Regions from separate parts of the Bombyx mori genome. Here region 1 is linked to region 2. The links are chromatin contacts, called in public Hi-C maps. All regions are on one chromosome and are shown on one strand. The core of a region is the stretch at or near the end of the contact, and the rest is flanking DNA. Distances in the headings are between cores, read along the strand shown. Region 1 holds the start of LOC101739334 (cytohesin-1). Region 2 overlaps LOC101739334 (cytohesin-1).

Evidence for each region. Hi-C and Micro-C count contacts between places; a contact is called where the count stands out from the background.
Region 1: a Hi-C map of midgut shows a contact between it and region 2, with 2.3 times the contacts expected there. The contact joins the promoter of LOC101739334 here to the enhancer-like site in region 2. A contact is called at or near these places in 5 of 7 Hi-C or Micro-C datasets (middle silk gland, midgut, posterior silk gland and 2 more).

The regions. Positions count from the first base shown.
Region 1 is chr17:10,249,014-10,253,626 of ASM3026992v2, forward strand. LOC101739334 (cytohesin-1) reads right to left here and starts at 2,393. Exons shown (of 9, transcript XM_004932427.5): 1 at 1,635-2,393; 2 at 1,446-1,519. The coding sequence starts at 1,713. LOC101739561 (ubiquitin carboxyl-terminal hydrolase nonstop) reads left to right here and starts at 2,585. Exons shown (of 7, transcript XM_004932428.5): 1 at 2,585-3,887; 2 at 4,605-4,613. The coding sequence starts at 3,768.
Region 2 is chr17:10,198,739-10,203,588 of ASM3026992v2, forward strand. LOC101739334 (cytohesin-1) reads right to left here. Exons shown (of 9, transcript XM_004932427.5): 4 at 161-359. Among protein-coding and RNA genes, the nearest start is that of LOC101739334, 50 kb to the right of the region's middle. Within about 2 kb of position 2,198, at least 7 of the 8 cell types and tissues checked have open chromatin away from gene starts, as enhancers often do.

The sequences.
Region 1 (4,613 bases), core at 1,143-3,642, 50 kb after region 2:
TCTGTTTTCATTAAAAATTATAATAACAAAATGTACGAAAATAGCTGCTTTTTTCATAGGACAATGTACAACACTTAATCTATTAATTTAAGTGACTCAGCTGTTCTTGTCTCTTTTAATCATAAACGTCTCTAGCCTGAACAACTCTAGTAGGAGTGAAAAAATCTAGAAAAGCATTTCTATTGAAGGCCTCTAACTTCATCCACTTGTATCTACAACTTGGAGATCTTAATTTGTAGATAACTTGGTGTAATTATATCAAGCCAGTAATAATAATAAAGTTTTACCCAATAATATTCTATGACTTTAAAATTGAAAAAATTGTTTTCATGAAAAATCACACATATTTTAAATGGATGAGAAAAGTAATGATAATGACACTTGGATCTCTCATTTCAACTGGGAACTACTAAATGCTTCATACTATCTGGAGCAGTGTTTTCCAACCTCTTTTGTACCAGGCCACACTGTAACATTTCTTAAATTTTTATGCCTCCCATATATAATTTTTAACATAAAAAAATTGATTTGTTCACTTAAGAAACATAAATCATAGGTTTTAGGAAGAAATCACTATGAAATTGTTATCAGAACACAATAAATAATATTTAAAAAAATACAACAAAAAACTGAAATTCTAATTCAAAATAATTTTAATACAGATTTTCTATATTGACTTAGTGTGATTTGCCCCCTTAATTACCAATTTGATCCTTGGGGGACGTGGGCCCCATGTTGGAAAATACCGATGTAAAGCAATGATATATGTATACTTTTTTATGATATTTATCATTTTCTGTCTTAGGGGTGTCTTATTACTCCTCATTAAAGATCTTCTAACCTAAATTTTGCATATTTTTTTTAAATAATATCTACTTGTCTGTTTCTTCATTTGATAAAGAAAATAAATGATAAATATAAAATGTTTGTAACACATACAAAACGTTCATAACATTAAATTAAAGATTATGGAATTTTGCATACTTGTCATTTGTTTGCAAGTTTGAGACAGTGGCTATGTACTTAGTTTTATTTGATGAATTGTTGATATGAGATCTCAATATTATCATTATTTACTTAAGATGATTTTTCTTTAATTTTTGTATTTATAGATAATTCATTTACTTTTTTCAATTTATCCTGTGAACTATATCTATATTTCTAATATTTCTTTACAATAAGACATTACAAAGAAGTAATGTAGAACCATGTTATATTAAACAAGTATCTCATTTGATTGAATTCCATAAATACTAATATTTCCACCTAGTAGCATTAACTAGACTTGGTATAAGAATATTACGTACAATAGAAAACCGGTATGAAGCAAGTTTTATACGTGTACAAGGACAGAACTGTTTACCGCGTTAACGTAAGGTAATTGCGAGATAACAGGTGAAGCTAACTCAAGAACATGATTGATTAGATTAGCAAATTGTACCGACCTGTATTTCTAGCAGTAACTCTGTTTTCCTACGTCGTATATCAATCAAAGTCTTCTGCTGTTCAGCTGTCAGCTCTGAAAATAACGGTATGATGACCATATTAATCCATGGCACATAATAGTGGCCATTGAGGTCATTATAGTAGCAAAACATCTTCACGTCCACAAATTAAATTACCATGACACTCACCCGTATGAGTAAATGGATCAGTATGATTATTGGGACCATTGCTTCCACTAAGGGATAGATTTTCAAAATCACTTATCATTTCTCAAAATAATTTAAAAACAGTAAACAAAAGTTTACATCATTATTGAATGACTCGCGGCCATATTTATTTACAACATTTCAACAAATAGCTTGAAATATAGATTATACACTTATGCTTGAAACAGCACTTAAGTACCCAAAGAAATGTCTACTCTATCGAAAAGTTAGTCTCGCTTCCACAAGCGAACTAGAATATTTTAGTTTCACTTTTATAGCAATGGCCACCCTGTTCATGCTTAAAATATGATAATTTGGCCAGTTAAGCTGTCTTTGGGTTCCTTTATTATTCCTTTTATCTCGTAAAAAGCTGCTATGTGATTCACCATTTACATTAAACAAGCAGCGTTATCTAAGTATAAAACATTTGTATTTATTAGTGTTATATTATGACCATCCACCCAGCTTAAATCAAAGGAGCTATGCGTTCGGGTCTGAAGGGTTTACAGGCGTTGTTTAATACAATTAAAATATTGACCCCAAATCGCAAGATGAGAAATCCGCGTTATTAACACTCATAAATTCATCTACGCAATAAAGAAAATCTGTCAATCTTTTGCATGTGATGTACAGATTTCTTTTTTTGAGCTGAGTTGAACTCCCTATTGCATGTTAGAGCCATGGATTTTTTTTCCCTACCTAAGAGGCTATTCCAGCTACGCCCGAATGGTTGGAGCTCACGGGCTCAACCTGAGAGAATTTGCTAACAAGAGCCCTAGCAAGAGTAGTGCTTCGCAGAATCTACCAAAGGATTGGAATCGTGACCCACTGAGAAGATCCAGCCAGAAACTTATAGAGGATAGAACTCCATGGTTAGAACTCGAATATATTAAGTGTATAATCTATGGTTAGAACAAATGTAATTTCTCTATGGACTTTTTGGCGGGAACGCGAGGAGTGAAGTTGTGTGATTTGTTTTATTTTGTCTATTTAGTGTTTCTTCGGGTTTAAATGTGTAATAATGGTGGTTTATTAACCGTTTAATATCTGTGAAGGTGCACAAATGTGGGAAAATGAAACAAAGCCGCTGGACGTAACTTCTCGGGATCCTCCAAAAAGTCCACTGAAAAATCTTAGTAAATGACCACCATTTTACTGAGATTAGATTTCATCTCATATCATCTCATTTAATTTCATCCTAGTTGATTAATGTCACAAATTAATCATTTTCATTTCATTTCACTCCATAATATCATTTTTCATAAAATTAAGAATATAGAATAAAATAAGACATGACTTAAAGGTCTCAGTTACCAGGTCATAAAATCTCTTAAAAAAAAATAATTTCTCTATGTATGTATAGTCCGGTGCGTTGAATCGTTATAATCTACGCAGCACCTTACCGACACCCCGCGGACTTTTTGGTGGGAACGCGAGGAGTGAAGTTGTGTGATTTGTTTTATTTTGTTTATTTAGTGTTTCTTCAGGTTTAAATGTGTAATAATTGTGGTTTATTAACTGTTTAATATCTGTGAAAGTGCACAAATGTGGGAAAATTAAATAAAGCCGCTGGACGTAGCTTCTCGGGATCCTCCAAAAAGCCCCCTGAAAAAATCTCAGTAAATGACCACCATTTTACTGAGAGTACTGAGATTATGTTTCATCTCATATCATCTCATTTCATTTTATTTCATCCCAGCTGATTAATGTCTCAAATTAATCATCTTCATTTCATTTCACTCCATAATATCATTTTTCAAAAAAATAAGAATATAAATTAAAATAAGACATGACTTAAAGGTCTTAGTTACCAGGTCATAAAATCCCTTAAAAGAAAACACACACACACCCCGCGCCCCGTTCACAGCTTAGAGTCAAATAATTTCATTCAAGTCAGCTTCAGCAGCATAGATAATATACCTCCTGATATACCGATCAGCAGTCAGATTCGATTTCTTGGTTCAGAATTTTAAATTTTCATTTAATTGCTTGTTTTCAGTATTAGTGTTTTGTTATTTTTATTTTGGTTACCGACCGTCATTATCTTATTATGCTTTCATTCTAATTTCTGTCAGCGAGATATCTTTGTAACCGGTGAATTTACAAGCCAAAATAATGAATGACAATGGTTGCATACACCTAAATAATTTTAAGGCTGCTAAAGGCACTAACCCATATAAAATCGTACATGCATTTTTTGTTTCCTGTACGTCGTATGAAGCACGGAGATACAAGGTAAGATACTTCTTTTAAAAGAAAAGCTATATTTAAAAAAATGCGAAAGACCTGTACAAAAATGTTTCTGCGCTGCAAATTGTTCCAATAAAACTGTTTGATTTGTTTATGAAAAGTAAAGAAAAATGAGAAAAATAAGGATTGTTTTATTAAACTAGTATGAAATTATGTGAGATATTTTTGTGCTAAAATCTGTAATCAGCTGATTAGTGATCTTTGACCTCGAAACAGCTGTTTGCGTTTAGTCGCAATTACGATGCGCCGTTCAATCTTGAGCGTTGCACATTATTGATTTTACTTCAGCAACATTGATATTAACTACAAATATGATTTCTTTGTCATCCATTTATGTGTTTCAATGGTAAATTTAACTAAACAGCACAGAATTGTGTTCTGTTATTAGAAATTTACACATAAGGGGAGGAATTTATAAAACGCGTGGTCTTTATTCGTGATAGCTTAGCGTAGCTTTCATATAAATACTATAAAATACACACGACTCGTGATTAGCCCGGCGACGCTGACATGGTCTCTCTAGAGACTAGACCATCAGCTTAGGTAGTAAAAAAAAATAAAAAGATTAAAAAACGATTTGCTTTTTCAGAAGTTTCTATAATTACAATTCTTGTACTAATAACAATTTAAGTAACAATGCCATTTAAATTAAACTAATTGTTAGTAACAATTGCACACAACATTGAATGATTGATGTTTCAGGCAACATCC
Region 2 (4,850 bases), core at 948-3,447:
GGGCTGTCATCTAAGTAAAAAAAATAATAATAATAATAATTTTATATTCCTTTGCAACTACTACTCGCCATAACTTAGATCTGCGATGAAGCTTACAGTGATAGAAATTAAAAAATTACTTTGAATCGCGCAAACGGAATGACTTCAGTAACAAGCTTACCTGAGAGCCTGCACGAGTATTAAATCAGTGAAGTCATGGAGATCGACAAAGGCTTTTAGTACCGCCTCGTTGAATTCCGATCGTTCACCGAGGTAGTCGCCTATCGCGGTTTTGCTCAGTCCCTCGCCTTTGTGAAGGAACTGCGCCACGTCCTCCGGCGTCCTCTGCAGTAGACCATTTTCATAAAGGTATTCGATACCTAAAAACGAAATTAAGAAAAAAAAATTGTGAATCTTACTTAATTATTTACAGATACTTATATTATTTTTTCAGGTCAATGACAATAAATACCAAGCAACATCTTTATGTATCATAAGTCGAGTGTTTTGGAACAACCGAACCAACTCTATACAAATTCATGGATATTAATAATAATTATGTTTATCTTTTTCTTTCAACTTCGTTCTCGGGACTATAATATATGGATCGCTTAATTCCAAAAATATGTTTTCTTTACAATTGTGTCATAATATCTCATACGCAATATGAAAAGACTAGCTTTTGCCAGCGACTTCGTCCACAAATGATGCTTTATATTAGAACAAATTTGGTTAGCATAAAAAAGGTTATAGTGAGCCAACTTTAACATATAAACATATGGTGTCGCGGACTTTTTTTTAGGTCTTTTAAAGGGGAACAATTCTGTCATACATTCTTTTAGCGAAACTTTAACCGCTTCTGCAGCGTATGCAGCGGAAGCTCTCAAAAGGGAAAAAAACCCGATTTTGAAACATTCTTTATTGATGCTCCGCTTGTATTGGTCTTAGCGTGATGTTATATTATAGCCTATAGCCTTCCTCGATAAATGGGCTATCTAACACTGAAAGAATGGGACTAGTAGTTCCTGAGATTAGCGCGTTCAAACAAACAAACTCTTCAGCTTTATAATATTAGTATAGATCAATGCTAGATCCTCTTCACTCACACATACCGAAGTTTATTGGAAAACAACAATGACTAACGTCCCGTTGTTATTAACGTTACGCGAAATGAAATCACAAGAGAAAAGTCACAGGAGAATTATACAATTCAAACAATAATACACCTGTTTAAGTGGTATTCACAGTATAGGCGTGGGATTTGGGAAAGAAAAGTTAAAATAATGAGTATGGTCTGCTTTGAATAGTGAAAGCATATTTAACGAAGCCTTTTATTCGTATTATTACACGATATTTTAATGAAGCGTAAATGAATTGAACAATACTACCATAACAATATTAAAAAATGCCACTCGATGAAATTGAATTCACAATACTCTTTGTATTTTTAACATTGAAGCTTCTTAGCATGAAAACTTTTTCACATTCTTTACAATTCTTTCAAATGTTCTCAAAGTTTGCGTTATTGAAAATGAAGAGAAGCCGCAAAAGGCCGCGCATACAATACACAAAATGTAGCGAAAACTCTAATATCTCAAACAAATAATTTCAAAGCAGGAAAACGCATTATACTGCCAATGAAAGTAGTAGTATGCTTGCATTGCCGGCGTTTATATTTTTATGCTTGTTAATTTTTAGGATAACTTTTTAGTGTTTTATCTTTGATTCCTACCATGTCTAAAATACTGCGACAGATGCACGAATAGGTACTATTATTGATACAAAGTTTAGATATGCAATTGAATTCGTGGGCAAAAAAATTAATTCAACCGTGCAGGAAACACGAATATAAATCATGTTGGCTACTCGATCATGCGTACGATAATTGATTATTTGAAATAGCATATACTACATATCCATGTCAGCATAATGTAATTTATAAGAATTCGAATCCTAAAAAAACATTACGTGAATTTGTTTTCAAATCATTAATCAGATATTTTAATCGCGGTACATTTCATTATTATCTGGTGTTCGAAGGCTCAGTCTGAAAGCTTAGGCGAGTGGCACTCGACGCCGATATGCAAAACACTCGGAAAGCAAACTGCAGACCTGCATATTATACTCATTTGCTATGCAATTGCATGAGCATAGGAATGCTAGACATTCAAACAATGTATTATTGCACGAATACCCCTTGTACATAGACGTCTAGACTCATTTAAAAGGCATCTTAGCAGTTACGCTCTTGAATAAAATACACGCTATTACTAATATTGTGCACTACCCTATTTTGATATGAAATTTTTAAGATTCCTATGTTGGTAATTCAACGAAACAAAATTTAAAAAAATCGAACGACAATCAGTCATAACTTAGTTCGCTAGCCAATGTAGTGACGTCATATTGTCGCATGTAACGAGGTATATTCTGTATTAATCACAACTGAGCTGCAGAGGCGTGACGTCACACGCCCCCGTAACATTACAGTCTTTGACGTGGTTTGAAAAATACTTTGCCATCACAAATGTTGGTTAATTAGTTTGAGCTAAACGAAAGATAGAGAAGGCTAATGGTTGTTATCGTATAAACAATGATAAGTGGGTGATAAATTAACGTATATCATAACAATAATTGGAAACAAATAGAAAAAAGATTTGTTCACTCATCGCTCATTGTTAATGTTTAAATTATATTAAATAAGGAAAAACTTTAGGAATTATTTGGTTTAAACAGAAATTATGTAAATGAACTTCATAATTTATAAATGACGTCACGTTTCAAATCACGTTTTCTAAACGTTATTTCCACAAAAAGGGGATCGAAGATCAATAACCTAATGATCACAACGATCTTGAGTGTCCCCAACCGTGTAATGATTGGCGAAACAAATTGATAGATTACATTGCAATATCGAGAGATGCATTACGCAATCGATTTTATGACATCAATTCGAATCGTTTGCATAGGATTTGAATTCAGAATCGTTGAAACATGGCGGATACTCAAAGTAGTTGAGTGAAGCAACGAAGCCTAGACATTTGTGACGTCAAAGTCTATAACAAGATCGTTAGTAGTAGAGTTAGTGGAGGACGCTCCTCCGCCGTTCAGAAACCTCCTTTTTATACCGGACAAGGGTAAGTATAGGTGAAATTTGTATTTCAGTTTGCAATTTCATTTCAAATTTCATCTGAACGTTAAATAGTTTTATAAAAACATAATAGTTTAAAAAAACTAACAAAATACGCTTTTATAGAAAAGCCAAATAAAATATAGAAACTAAATTTTAATAATTGAATTAATTTAAATAATAGTGTAAGGAAAACTGATTTTAGTGTAAAAAAAGCGTGGGGTACATGGTATCAGTAGTTATAAATATTTTATGAACAGATATGAGTAGAAGGGTTATTTTGATATCCTGTAAAGCACCCCACGCTTCTTTACAATAAAATCATTTTTTCTTACACTATTTTTAATTCAAATTTATTAGAATTTATTTTCTAATTTTTAGTTGGCTTTTCTATAAAAGCGTATTTTATTAGTTTTTTTAAACAATTATATTATTTTTCATTTATTAGATGAATTTCAATTTTTTCAATTTTTGTTTCATTTTATTTATTTATTATCTATTAACAAACGTAAGGAAAATGTACGGATTTAAATATATTTTTTAGTGACAACCGTAAGGTGAACGGCCCGAACGTTTCCAGTATAATAACATTCACAATAAAATTATTAATACCAAATTTACTGCCGGTAGAATCGAGGCGAACTTAATCAGTTGAAAATTGAAATGAAATCTATAGTATCTTCAAACTGATTGTTGTGATATAAGAGATAATTCAAGTTAAATCGAGGTTATAATTACTCTAATAAAATTTATTTCCGTAGCTATGAATTGTATGAGAAGCTCATGTCATTATTACTAACTAGGCGATAACCGAGCTTTGCTCGGTTTTGGTAACGCCATCTTATTGTGTCTTTAAAGCGGTTAGTTGTCGTCAATTAAGAAAAATAGTATTATTAAGAGTTGATTATTGAAAACACGAATAAAACAACATTTTCTGAAAATAAATCGTAGCTAGATCGATTTATCGCCCCCAAAATCCCCTGTTTACTAAATTTTATGAAAATCGTTGGAGCCGTTTCCGAGATTCAGATTATATAGATATATATTAATATACAAGAATTGCTCGTTTAAAGGTATAAGATAAGTACGGCGTCGTTAAAGAATCTGTGACTTAGAATCCGTCTGAAAGCATAAGTGCGCCTCTCGCTCCCCTAACATTTCTCGGACGTTTTTTAACAGTGCCTTGCGAAGGTCGATATATATATATATATATATATGTAGGATTTAATTATTTAATTATTACTAATATTTCTAATTATTGTAAAACATTTCTGAACGAGTGAAAGATTCTGAACGCATGCTGTGTGAAAGGGACGGATGTAGCTCTAGCTCGCTCTCTCGCACGACGCCGCCATTAGGAGTAAGACGTGTTCAAAGTGCTCTCTAAGAATAAAATAAAAAGTATAGTGAAACCCAAGAAAAGAGTGATTTCATTTAGACCCGCACTTACATATATATATTTTTTTATTGCTTAGATGGGTGGACGAGCTCGCAGCCCACCTGGTGTTAAGTGGTTACTGGAGCCCATAGACATCTATAATGTAAATGTGCCACCCACCTTGAGATATAAGTTCTAAGGTCTCAGTATAGTTACAACGGCTACCCCACCCTTCAAACCGAAACGCATTACTGCTTCACGGCAGAAATAGGCGGGGTGGTGGTACCTACCCGTGCGGACTCACAAGACGTCCTACCACCAGTGATATATTATGTTGTGAATGTTTGTATTTTCTAACACAAA